3 separate regions of the Mus musculus genome follow, and regions 1 and 2 are each linked to region 3. A link is a contact called in public HiChIP or PLAC-seq and promoter capture Hi-C data. All regions are on one chromosome and are shown on one strand. The core of a region is the stretch at or near the end of the contact, and the rest is flanking DNA. Distances in the headings are between cores, read along the strand shown.

The links. Promoter capture Hi-C pulls out the DNA fragments that hold promoters and counts their contacts. HiChIP or PLAC-seq counts read pairs in DNA pulled down with a chosen protein or histone mark.
Region 1: a contact with region 3 is called in an H3K4me3 HiChIP or PLAC-seq map of forebrain, with 6 times the contacts expected there. The contact joins the promoter of Mras here to the enhancer-like site in region 3. A contact is called at or near these places in 18 of 39 promoter capture datasets (3T3-L1-derived adipocytes, the C10 cell line, the HPC-7 cell line and 13 more), 3 of 15 datasets of contacts at CTCF or cohesin (the NIH/3T3 cell line, large pre-B cells and pro-B cells), 62 of 484 Hi-C or Micro-C datasets (B cells, the Ba/F3 cell line, the C2C12 cell line and 39 more), 15 of 115 datasets of contacts at active chromatin or transcription factors (the HPC-7 cell line, the NIH/3T3 cell line, the SCID.adh cell line and 11 more) and 5 of 9 other capture datasets (adipose tissue, embryonic stem cells, liver and 2 more).
Region 2: a contact with region 3 is called in a promoter capture Hi-C map of cranial neural crest. The contact joins the promoter of Esyt3 here to the enhancer-like site in region 3. A contact is called at or near these places in 19 of 39 promoter capture datasets (the 3T3-L1 cell line, 3T3-L1-derived adipocytes, the C10 cell line and 13 more), 2 of 15 datasets of contacts at CTCF or cohesin (the NIH/3T3 cell line and embryonic stem cells), 16 of 484 Hi-C or Micro-C datasets (B cells, the F1.1 cell line, the MC3T3-E1 cell line and 12 more), 8 of 115 datasets of contacts at active chromatin or transcription factors (bone marrow-derived macrophages, embryonic basal ganglia, embryonic forebrain and 5 more) and 3 of 9 other capture datasets (adipose tissue, liver and pancreatic islet).

What each region holds. Positions count from the first base shown.
Region 1 is chr9:99,434,586-99,438,026 of GRCm38.p6, forward strand. It overlaps Mras (muscle and microspikes RAS), which reads right to left and starts at 2,127. Exons shown (of 6, transcript NM_008624.3): 1 at 1,725-2,127.
Region 2 is chr9:99,356,176-99,359,917 of GRCm38.p6, forward strand. It overlaps Esyt3 (extended synaptotagmin-like protein 3), which reads right to left and starts at 2,355. Exons shown (of 23, transcript NM_177775.3): 1 at 1,876-2,355. The coding sequence starts at 2,214.
Region 3 is chr9:99,058,541-99,062,247 of GRCm38.p6, forward strand. Pik3cb (phosphatidylinositol-4,5-bisphosphate 3-kinase catalytic subunit beta) reads right to left here. Exons shown (of 24, transcript NM_029094.3): 15 at 3,191-3,334; 16 at 1,645-1,744. Among named protein-coding and RNA genes, the nearest start is that of Gm1123, 25 kb to the left of the region's middle. Within about 2 kb of position 1,856, at least 1 of the 459 cell types and tissues checked has an H3K27ac peak or open chromatin away from gene starts, as enhancers often do.

The sequences.
Region 1 (3,441 bases), core at 877-3,376, 380 kb after region 3:
TCACTTAAAGGACTCAATTCATTAATATCCTCCCTGGTTCTGGATGATGATCCCTGGAGCTCAGGGACCAACCTCAGGGGGGAAGTGACTTGTCACTGTATACAAACAGTATGAAACATCTGGGCCTAAAACTAGTAATAAAAGTTCCATTTGTCACTCACCTCCCCCAAATCTTATAAATGCAGCCAAGGCGAGTGGTATGTATCTTTAATCCCAGCACTCAGGAGGCAGAGGTCAGAAGATCTCTGTGAGTGGCAGACCAGAGAACACAGTAGGTTGCAGGCCAGCCACGGCTATGGAAATTGCTTTAGACAGGAGCAAGGCCCACTGCTCTAGAGGGTAGTCAGTCACCTGCCTCCCCAGAGGGCCTTTCCTCTCCATAAGGAAATGTCAAGGTCACATCTGGGGGTGGCAGTTTCCACCAGAACATTGGACTTGCTTAACCTCCCACTACAAAGAGACCAACCTTGAAACCCACTGCAACAGAGCCCCCACACCTCCCACCGGGCCAGAGAAAGGCCAAACCATGCCATGAAACGCAGTCGGCGAGGCTAACTGCCTGCAGGGTACTATGAGCACACACACACACACACACACACACACACACACACACACACACACACATCCCCGAAGAAACACCACGGCCTGAAACATTTTCAGCCCCAGTCAGCAGGGACATGCAATTTACAGGAAATAAGAAGGTTTACGGAATGTTAGCAGCTCAGATTTCTTCTCTGGGAAAAGGGGCAGGAGAAAGTCTACGAACTGCTTCAGTGAAAGTGCTTTGTTCACAGCTGAGCCCTTACATGCGTCAGTTGTTAATATACATAGCTGCCACCCCACACTTCAACCCACCACTGCAGGACGTGCGGACTGGTACACTAGGAATGTACAGTGCAGGCTGCACAAGCCTTAAACGTCAGCATCTTAGAGCCTCACTCACAACAGGCCAGAACAGACACGGGGTCAAAAGCACAGGCATAGGCACAGTCCTGGGTAGGTTAACGTCCCACTTCTCCCATCTTTCTGGAGGCGTCCTGTCTGAAGATAGGCAAATTCCCATCAAGTACCAGGGCTTTGTAAGCTTTGCTTTAAGCATTCTCCGCTCACTCCTCGGCCAGCCAGACCTCTGGAGGCCACAGTTTTGAGCGTCATCAGTCAGTCTCTATAATTTGGTCCAGAGAATCAAAAACACCATTGTAGCCCAAGAAGGTTCCCCACCATCAGGAGCTGCCCCAGCGCTCAGGTCAGAGTTCAGGTGACACGGTCTTTGTCCTATTCTCCAGACTGCACTCCGTCCCCAAGGCACCTCAGCTTTGCAGGGGGTTCTACCGTAATGTCAAGGGCCCACTCTGCTCTTCTGAACAGTCGTCTCTCTGACCTAACCCTGGCGTAGGGGCACTTGAGCTCTCCCACTGACCACACTAGACTGTCATTCAGTTTGTGCCCTGCTTTCCAAGCAGAACAGGATTTGGCATGGAGCCTGACACATGATGGGCACCGGGCCGCATCAGTTTAACGAGCGCAGGCCCCAGTGGTGACCAGAGAGCCAGCCCAGCAACCCGAACCCAGGACGCAGTGAAGAGTTGTTTATGAAGAAAGCGGTTTTGTATTATCCACATGAATGTACCACCTCTCCGTAGATCTTTAACCTGATTTACGCCATTTTAAGCCAGGAGAGCCCCTACCCGACCCCGCCGCCCACCTCCCTGCCGAGTCCTTACCCGGGCAGCCGAGGAACCCCAGGATGACTACAATCAAAGGAGTCTGTCTAAGCGGCGGCTAGGCCCTTCCCACTTGGGTCGGAGTGGTGAGCGACTTCTCCGCTGCACACCGTTAAGCCAGAGCCGGTGGTAGGGGGCAGAGGCCACGCACAGCCGGAGCCCGCTGCCCGGGTGCAGCCGGGTGCAGCGCAGCGCAGCCCGGCGAACGCGGAACCGGCCACACCTCCAGCCCCGGAACGGAACAAAGCGCCCGGCGGCCTCCTCCCCTCAGGGTTGCCGGGCGGCTCGCCGCGCGCTCCCGCCGGGGCTGGGCTCCCGCCCTGGGCCACCGCCTCCTCGCTCGCACCGGGAGGAGGGAGCGCCGCGCCCGCCGGGCCCCGCGCCGCCGACTGACGGCTCCGCGCCAGCCAGCCCGGCCGCCGCCGTCCCCGCCCCGCTGACGCCTTAAAGCGACCGCGCACCCCGCGCCTCGGGAGCCTTCCGAGTGGCTGCGACGACCCCCAAACGGCACCACTGTGGGCATTGGGACAGCTGGCACCGGGCAAGGGTCCCCTCGCCTCCACTCACTCACCACACGGATCTGCAGTCTGTGAGCCGCCGATAAGCCTAGGACACCTAAGGGGAATTGGCCCCGGGCGGCTTTAAAAGAGCTGTAGGTTCAATCTTTAACTCTTCGGGCTGCCAACTTCGGGACCTGCGGACGCCTCCCCAGTCCTTAGAAGAGTCCCGTCGCTTCAACCACGTCCCGAGGACCCCAAGATTCCGAGGGCCTGCTGCTTGCTTTAGCTAGGTGCCAGATTCAGGCCTCAAAGTTCTTGAGAATTAGCCAGCGACCTGGATAGGAGGCGGCGGCGACGTTCGCACACCATTTAGCTCTTCCATTGGGTTGGAGTCATTCCCTACTCCCTATCCCCGGCTTTCCCTTTTACAAGACTTGAGATATGATCACATAACGCTGAGTATATGCTTTTAAAGGCGTACGTTTCAGTGGGGTTTTGGTATAACAAAGTTGTGCGACCATAGTTATTTATCTAATTCCAGAACATTCGGGTCACTACTCCTTTCCCCAATAAATTAAAAGAAAAAACCTCTGTGGGTAACCTCTCCCCATTCTTCCCCCCTCCCAGGCTCTGGAACCCTCTAATCTGCATTTCAGCCTCGGTGGATTTGCCTATTCAGAACATTCTATATAAATGGAGTCATACAACATGTGGTCTCTGTGACTGGCTTCTTCCACGGTGTGTGCAGACTGGATGCACGTGGTTCCGCGTAGCCACACCTCGGCCAGACTCATCTCCCACTGTGTGTATAGGAAGCATTTGTTTAGCCTTTCCTCAGTCGATGCTTACCTACTTTCCCCCTTTCTCTCGGTGTGAATAAAGTGCTAGTGTTAAAAGTCTTTATGTAAATACTGTGATTCCTCTTGGATACATACACCTCCAGCGGAATTGCCGGGTTGACTGGGGAACTCTTTCGGGGGCATATATCTGTTTCCAACGCAGCCATAGCATGTTACACTGGCACCACTCACGTGTGTGCGGGGACATAAGCATGCACCTGTGCATGCGTACAGTTGTGAGGACAGGACAACAGTGGGTGTTACCTTTCGGGTGCCTGTCACCATTTTGCTTTATTTTGATCTTTGGTTGGGGTGTGGTTGTTGTTGTTGTTTCTTTTGAGGAGTCTCATTGGCCTTGAACGGCTGAGTAGGTAGAGC
Region 2 (3,742 bases), core at 1,105-3,604, 300 kb after region 3:
CCTGCCACGCCCACTACTGCCAGGTTCAGTAATTTTCTCAGCTGGGTTCTCTACCCCTTTCATTCCCAGCTCCTCCCCTTCTGTAGGGTCTTTTGAAATCTTGCACCTTCTGCCCCAGTGCTTGCCCTCTCTCGGCCCTGGCCATCAACCCTGACCATGTCAGACAGGCTAAGCACACACCACGTCCCAGAGTTCCCAGTCCATTCCTCTTGGCTGTGTTCACAAGCCTCTCTAGGTCCACAGAGCCTGGCCTAGCATCACCACCTTAATCCCAAAGCTTACTTAGGAGCTGGTCCGGAGAGTCAGCAACCACAGCAGCTAAGAGTCTGGAAAACCTAGGCTGAGGTAAGACCCTCTTGAGGGCAGATGACTGTGGCCCTGATGTGAAAATCAGTAAGGTGTCCACTGTAAGCCTCTGACCCCCTGATTAGAACCTAAGCAAGTTCCTGGGTCTAATTTCCCCAGGACCTCCATGACAATTACCAATCATGCACCCTTCTCCCACCTGAGGCTGGCATCCCTGAGAGATACCATCCTCCTGTGTGTTCCATGGCCAGCTGGATCAGACCTGTACCCATCTCTTCCACTCTAGGAACAGTACCCACTAAAGTTCCACCGTGTGTATCCTTATCCACAAGCGTTTGGCCCCCTCGACCCAAATACATATACTCCTGTCTACAAAGCTTTCCTGCTGAGTCACACATTAGTGCTATGGGATAAACCGAACCTTCTCTCCCAAAATGCACGTGTTCTGTGTCCCAGAACCTCAGAATGTGACTGCATTAGAGAACATCTTGACAGATCTAAGTTTAAATAAGCTCATTAGAATGGATTTGAATGCCTTGATACTCTTGTATGCAAAATAAACACTTGGGCACAGGTACACAGAGGGAAGTCAGAAGTCAGCCGCGGGCAGAAGAGAGAGAGAGATAGCAGACTCAGAATGGACCCCTAGATATGGTGATCTTGAACTAATCACCTACAGGATACTAAGTTTCTGTTGTCCAAACCACCACATCTGTGGTACTTTGCTGCAATGGCCTTAACAAACTACATACAGGCAAGACTTAATTTCCAAATGAGATTAATAAGCCATGCTAACGTTCTCTTCTCAATCACAGACAGGTGTGATGCTCATAGATTCAGCTGCGTTTTAGAGTTCAGGCCACACGCAAAACATTCAAGCCAGCCGAAATTAGGAGTCTGGGGGGGCCTCCGCATATCTCCCCTGGGAGTCTGAGATACAAGATACTCAGGGAAGCAGAAGCCTCCAGCTCCAGGGGGCAGATCTGTCACACACTAACCCTCTGAAACGGACTCCTTTGGTCAATGTTTGCGAAACATCCAATCCTAAACGTCCTTGTTCCCCACCCGAGGAATTAAGCTGGGGGTACAGATTTTGTTTTTACGTGAACCAGGTGGGGTTCTCAGGACCAGATGCATTTGAGAAACCATAGCCATGCCAACCGCCACCAGGAAGCGGGTTTGTCTCTGGACTACGAGTGTGCACACGGCCCGCTCAAGCCCATGGCATAAGAAGGGAGAGGACAGTGGTCCACGCAGTATCCCGGCTTGCTCTGCGGAGCACTCCTGCCAGCTCTCGGCTGAAGGCGACCAGAGCCCTGTGCTCCTGTCACTGCTGTATGTGTCTATATACGTGTCACGCCCTTCGCTAGTTCTTAAATCAACAGGCGGGTGGAAGAAGCGCCCTGTTTCCTACGCGAGCAACTTTGCGGAGTCCTGGACGCCCAGTTTTGATCCTGGGTGTGTCCCACCTCCGACTCTTCTCTGAAGCCCGGCCCTTGCGTGAAGACCCGGGAGTACGCCCCAGCTCCCCCCTCGGAAACCCACAGCCCTCCGCCGGGCCCGGCTTACCCAGGCTGGCAAATGCTGGCCCCGCAGCTCACGGCTGATGAACTCGCGCTCGTGCTCCAGGAATTCGAAGGCGGCCTCCAAGCGCCCCAGCTTCCCGCGGCGGTTCCGGCGCCACCACATCCAGAGCAGGGCGCCAAGCAGCAGCCAGGTGACGCTGAGCCCCAGGTAGCCCGCCAGGTAGACCGGTGCCAGGTAGAAAAGGACGCGCGCCACGAAGCTGTAGAGCTCGGGCAGTAGCTGGCCCGACAGGCGCGGTCCGGGGTCCCGCGAGCGCTGGCCTCTCTCCGGGACGTCAGGACCGCCGGGCGCGCTCGGGGCGCAGGGCTCCTCCGGCTGCATCTCGCTGTCGCCGGCTTGTCCTCTCTAGAAGCTTCACCCCAGCTCAGGTTGGTGCACCCCCTATGCCGGCGCACATCTGTCCTCAAGGCACGAGGACTCCGCAGCCGCGCAGCTCCTGCTCCGCCAGCCTCTCCAAGCTCTGAGCTCGGGTTCTACCAGCTCCGGACTGCGGAGTCTGGGCATAAGGCCAGAGGGGTGGAGCTCTGGCAGGCAGGGAAATCCGGAAGTCTCCGCCACCAGGGGCGTGCCCAGGTGAAAAGGGGCGGGGTCAACCCGATGAGGCCTTGAGGGCATCCTGGGATCCCACTGTCTGGCATAAATGTCAACAGAAGGGGTGCAGTTGTCATTTGGGGTGAGCTAAGCGTTACTCTTCACATCAACCCAACACGGGTAAACATCACCTAAAACCTGTTCCTTACACACAGTATCATCTGGACTTTTTGCGGGGTGTCCTAGGCCAGCACTGCGTTGGATCTGACCCAAAGTCTGGGACCACTCCCAGCTGGTCCTTAAAGCCTTGCTTTTCTCTCTTAAACTATTTGTTACTTAAGCCATCTGGACCCAGCTCCCAGCACAGTCAAACTGAGCTTAGGGACCATTCTCTACCCCACCCCCACTCCCATCCTCAGCGTCATTTTAAAAACCCTGTCTGCAGGGGAGTTGGTCAGTGCCTTTCCTTTCTGGGACTGGGAGCGTCCAGGAAACCGGCCATCTTCACTCATAGTCATTTACTCTCTCTTGGTGCACCCAGAGAGGGCAAGCGACCTGCGAATGGAAAAAGAAAGAGGAAGCCAGCCTTGAGGTGCTTCGGAATCTATGAGCCTTCTGCTTTCGTGTCGCCCAGGCCGAACGATCAGACCAAGAGAAGCAAGGCTCCGTAAATTCAGACAGTGACTCACCTTGCGGATGGCACAGATTGTAGGCGCCTATACAGGAGATCACAGAAATGGACGGATGGTGAGACAGAGTCAAGAGGAGAACAGGCCTGATTTGGGGTAATTTCATTCTCTTTCCACAATCGTTGAAAGGCTTAGCCCCATGAACAATCAAAAGATGAGTGTGTTCTCTTTCTTGCACCCTTCCCCGCTTCCTATCTCTTCCTCTGGATAAAATTACTTGCTGCAAGGGGTTGGAGAGATGGCTCCTCGGCTAGAACTCTTACTGCTCAAGCAGAGGACACTAATTCAGGTCCCAGCACATACAAGAGGCTCGCCAAGTTCAAATAACTCCAGCTCCAGGGGATGGTCTTGGATACCACATTCATACATATAATTTTAAATTAAGAATAAATCTCCAAAAACTTATTTATCAGAGTAAGGTTTTACAACAATGGGAATGCTGCCGGAGGTCAGAATACCTGAATCTCCTTCCTCTGCTCTTGGTCATCTTCTTCTCAGGCTACCCTGGGATATCAACCACAAAGCCCCTCCTTCCAAGTGCCTTTGAAGAGTCCGCTGCATTCAAATCTTACTAAAGTTTCTGAGAAGTCCTACAGACAAAGGCTGGTAAACAGAATTTAACCCTATGT
Region 3 (3,707 bases), core at 606-3,105:
GCCTGAAGAGATGGCTCAATGGTCAAGTGAGTTTGCAGAAAACTGGAGTTTGGTTCCTAGCACACACACTGGTCAGCTCACAAACACCTGTAACTCCAGCTCTAGAGGACCTGACACCATACTCTAGCATCTGTGACTATCTGCACATAGAAAAGGGCTGGGGCTGGAACTTAGCAGTAGAATGCTCACCGATGGTACAAGAGGACCTGGGATCAGGGCAGGGAAATGGGGAAGGGAAGAGTGGTATGCATGCCTCCTTAGAAAAGTAGTATTAAACACTTCCAGAGAACCAAGAGGATATGCAGTGTGCTTGAGAAATGAGCAAGGGGAGCCAACAGACACACAATGAGGTCTGACACACATCAACCAACAGATACACAATGAGGTTGGACACACAGCAACCAACTAGGACCTTTTAAGTCTGGGTAGAAAAATCCGGATTTTCAGTGTCATGAACAATTATTGTTAGGGATTTAAAGAGACTAATATGACTGGAAAACATGGTCACTTCTCAGATGTTCAAAGGCTGTGCTGGGGAGGAGAGGCAGACAGGGGAGGGTGGGAATGAGAAGCCCAGTGTAGAGGGTGGTGGAGTAGAAGACAATGGGTCAGATGAGGGGCCACCGTGAGCACTGGTTCACAGTGTGGATCAATGATGCTGTTTCATGGTGTGAGTCTCTATTAGCTGCTTTCACCACACCCATGGCCTTTCCAAAACATACCACAGTCATTTCGTAAAAGCTTATGGAAGGCTCTCTAGCTAAGTAAGGGAGCAAGGAATGGTAGCAGACTCTTACATTCTCAGAATCTGGGGGAGGGGGATCATGAGTTCAAAGGCAGCCTATGGTTTATACACACAATGGTCAATTATAAGGAGCACAATTAGACAGCATGCTTAAAGCAGTATGAGTTCTTGACAGAGAGTAATTATTTAATAACTTAATGGTAATATCAGCAATACTTCTGGACTGCAAGAATGTATTACAATTTTAGGTATGAAGATATAGCTTGAAAAGGTGACAAGGACTCTGAACTACAGAAATCATGTGTTTATACCTCACTATATCTCGGTCTAAAAGATGAATTATATGCATCATAAACTATACTAAAGAGTCGTAAAGCTTTAAAAACACACAATTCCATGAAAAGAGTGATGTAGGCTATGAAACACTGGAGGCAGAAGTCTGCCTCCTTCATGTCCATCTTGAAATACACTATTAAAATGTAGGTCATCCTATTAATATAGAAAATATGAGATATGCCTTAATTCTAAGCTTTCTGAAACTTATCTTGACAGATTTTCCTAAAAGCTAACAGCTGGGAAATAGCTCAGCGGTAGACTGCTTGCATGTCAAGTACACAGCCTTGAGTCCATCCCCGAGCACAGCATAAATTAGACACAGCACCATATGCTATGGATCCCAGCACTCAGAAGGCTGGGGCAGGAGGAGCTCCTGACCATGGACCTCTCTGACTAAATGGTGAGTTCAAGGCCATCCTGAGCTTCATGAGACTCAGGCCATTCCCACAAAGCACTGATCAGGGTAAGTGACCGAAAGGGCAATAAAATATGTGACTGGAGACATTCCGTTTGATAAACTCGGTTGATCACCATGTGCTAAAGTGAATTACAGAAGTCCCTACCTGTTTGGAAAGCACTTTCATGTGCCCCACGCTTCCTCGACAGTATGCTTCCAGGATGACACCAAACTGTACGGACACAGCAGGAGTGTGCACCTCTGACCTGCAGAAAAGCAACACTGAAAAGGTTTGTAATCGAACACTTCAGAGCGTGAAGAACAAGCACTGACCTCCTTATTCTGCCATGGAATGCTCTTCTGATGCCAACCAGCTGAGAGCTGGCCATCCCAAGCACTTACTAGTAAGAGGTCATACCGCAGTTAGGACTCAGAAGTTATGAGATCTTAGTGGTCAATTCTTAAAGAAAACTAATATTCCCACATTTTAAACTGCCTTTTGAAAGGGAAAGGAAATGTAACTTAGGAATTTGGAGAGACTCAGGTGGAAAAAAAAAATCTCTCTGACTGCCGCCAATGAGCCAGTCAGCCTAACCACATTTCTGTCCCCCTTTCCCACTGTCATTGAGTGTATAATGGGCGTGGGGCACTAGCCATGGGGGCACATGGAGGTCAGAGGACAAGAGAGGAGAGCTGGGTCTCCTCTTCCACTTCATGTGGACTCAGCTTGGCAGGTTTGCACAGCCAGACCCACTGCTCACTGAAGCATCTTGCCAGCCCCAGTTTTCTTTTCTTTCTCAAACAATGGCATGTATGTATTAAAAAAAAAAACAACAAAAATATTTACTTTGTCATTCTCTGGAGGGTTTAAAATAGTACTGAATTGGACGAGGAGACAAAGTATAAAAAATATGCATCAACAAGAAAACCACTTTAGTAAGGGAAAATCTGCTAAAATTAATACCACAGACCATGAGTTCTTTAAAAGCTTAGTTAAAAAGGAAAGTTTTTTTTCCTGACAAGCAGTTTGAACAGAAGTGTGAGAGGAAAGGTTAAGAAGGCTGAAATGACCACACACGTGCCGGCTCTGTGGTCTAGCCCAGCCACTACAAAGCAAACACACACATAAACACGGGCAGGAGAGGTGGCTGGGAGGCTAAGCGCTGGCACTGCTCTTCCAGAGGACCTGGGTTCAATTCCCAGCACCCACACGGCAGCTCACAACTGTCTGTAACTCCTGTCCCAGGGGATCTGACATTCTCAAGCAGACATACACACAGTCAAATCACCAATGTACATAAAATAAAAACATTTCTTAAGAAAGAGCGCATGAAGCTGGGAGGGAAAAATGACAGTAGGAGCTGGAGAGGAGTGGCTGGGGTAGATTTGATCAGAGCACACACACAGTATAAATATTTAATCAATATTTTTAAACAAAAATTAGTTGTTAGAAAATATTACAATATAACAGTTACTAGTTTTAGTTCAAAATCTAGAAAGTATCATAGAATACTTACCTGAAATACTTTGCCAAATGATGAAAACAGAATTTAGGTATCAAAAGATAAGAGAAGGCACCAAACAGTGTAAATGTCACGGATGGATCAGAAAGCACCTGGAGAAGCTGCTGCTAGTCCACTGGCTGTCTGACATCACACCGGGTTAGTTATTAGAGAACATCATGGTATCAAATCGCAATAGCAAAGACTTACCTAAGATGCCAAAACAGAAACTGCCCAATCCTCCGATTATCAAGTGCTCTTTCTAATAGGAATCTGGAGAGGGCACAATCGAGAAAAGGCTCATATTTCAAAACTTGCACCAATTGTAAAAGATACTGAGAGAGTTCTTCATCACTGAAAGAAACAAAAGGGAGAGAAACTCAGCCACCTGTAACATGAAAGGACCCTTCCCTACCAACTGTCACATGCCCTGGCTCATGTGCGTGGGTCTCCTGGACCAGGCCTGTCATGTGCTTACATTCGCTGTACCACGTGATTATACATAAAAACTGCCAGGAGTCGTGCCCACTGCCCCCAAATAACATAATTATTTTGTGTGTGTGTGTGTGTGTGTGTGTGTGTGTGTGTGTGTGATGTATGTGGTATGTGTACCAGTGTTCAGAGGACAATGTGGTGGAGTGAATCTGTCTAGATAGGTTCCAGGGGTCAATAAGGACATCAGGGTTCTGAGACAAAGTTTCTCCATGTCCACTTATAAAAACCTATA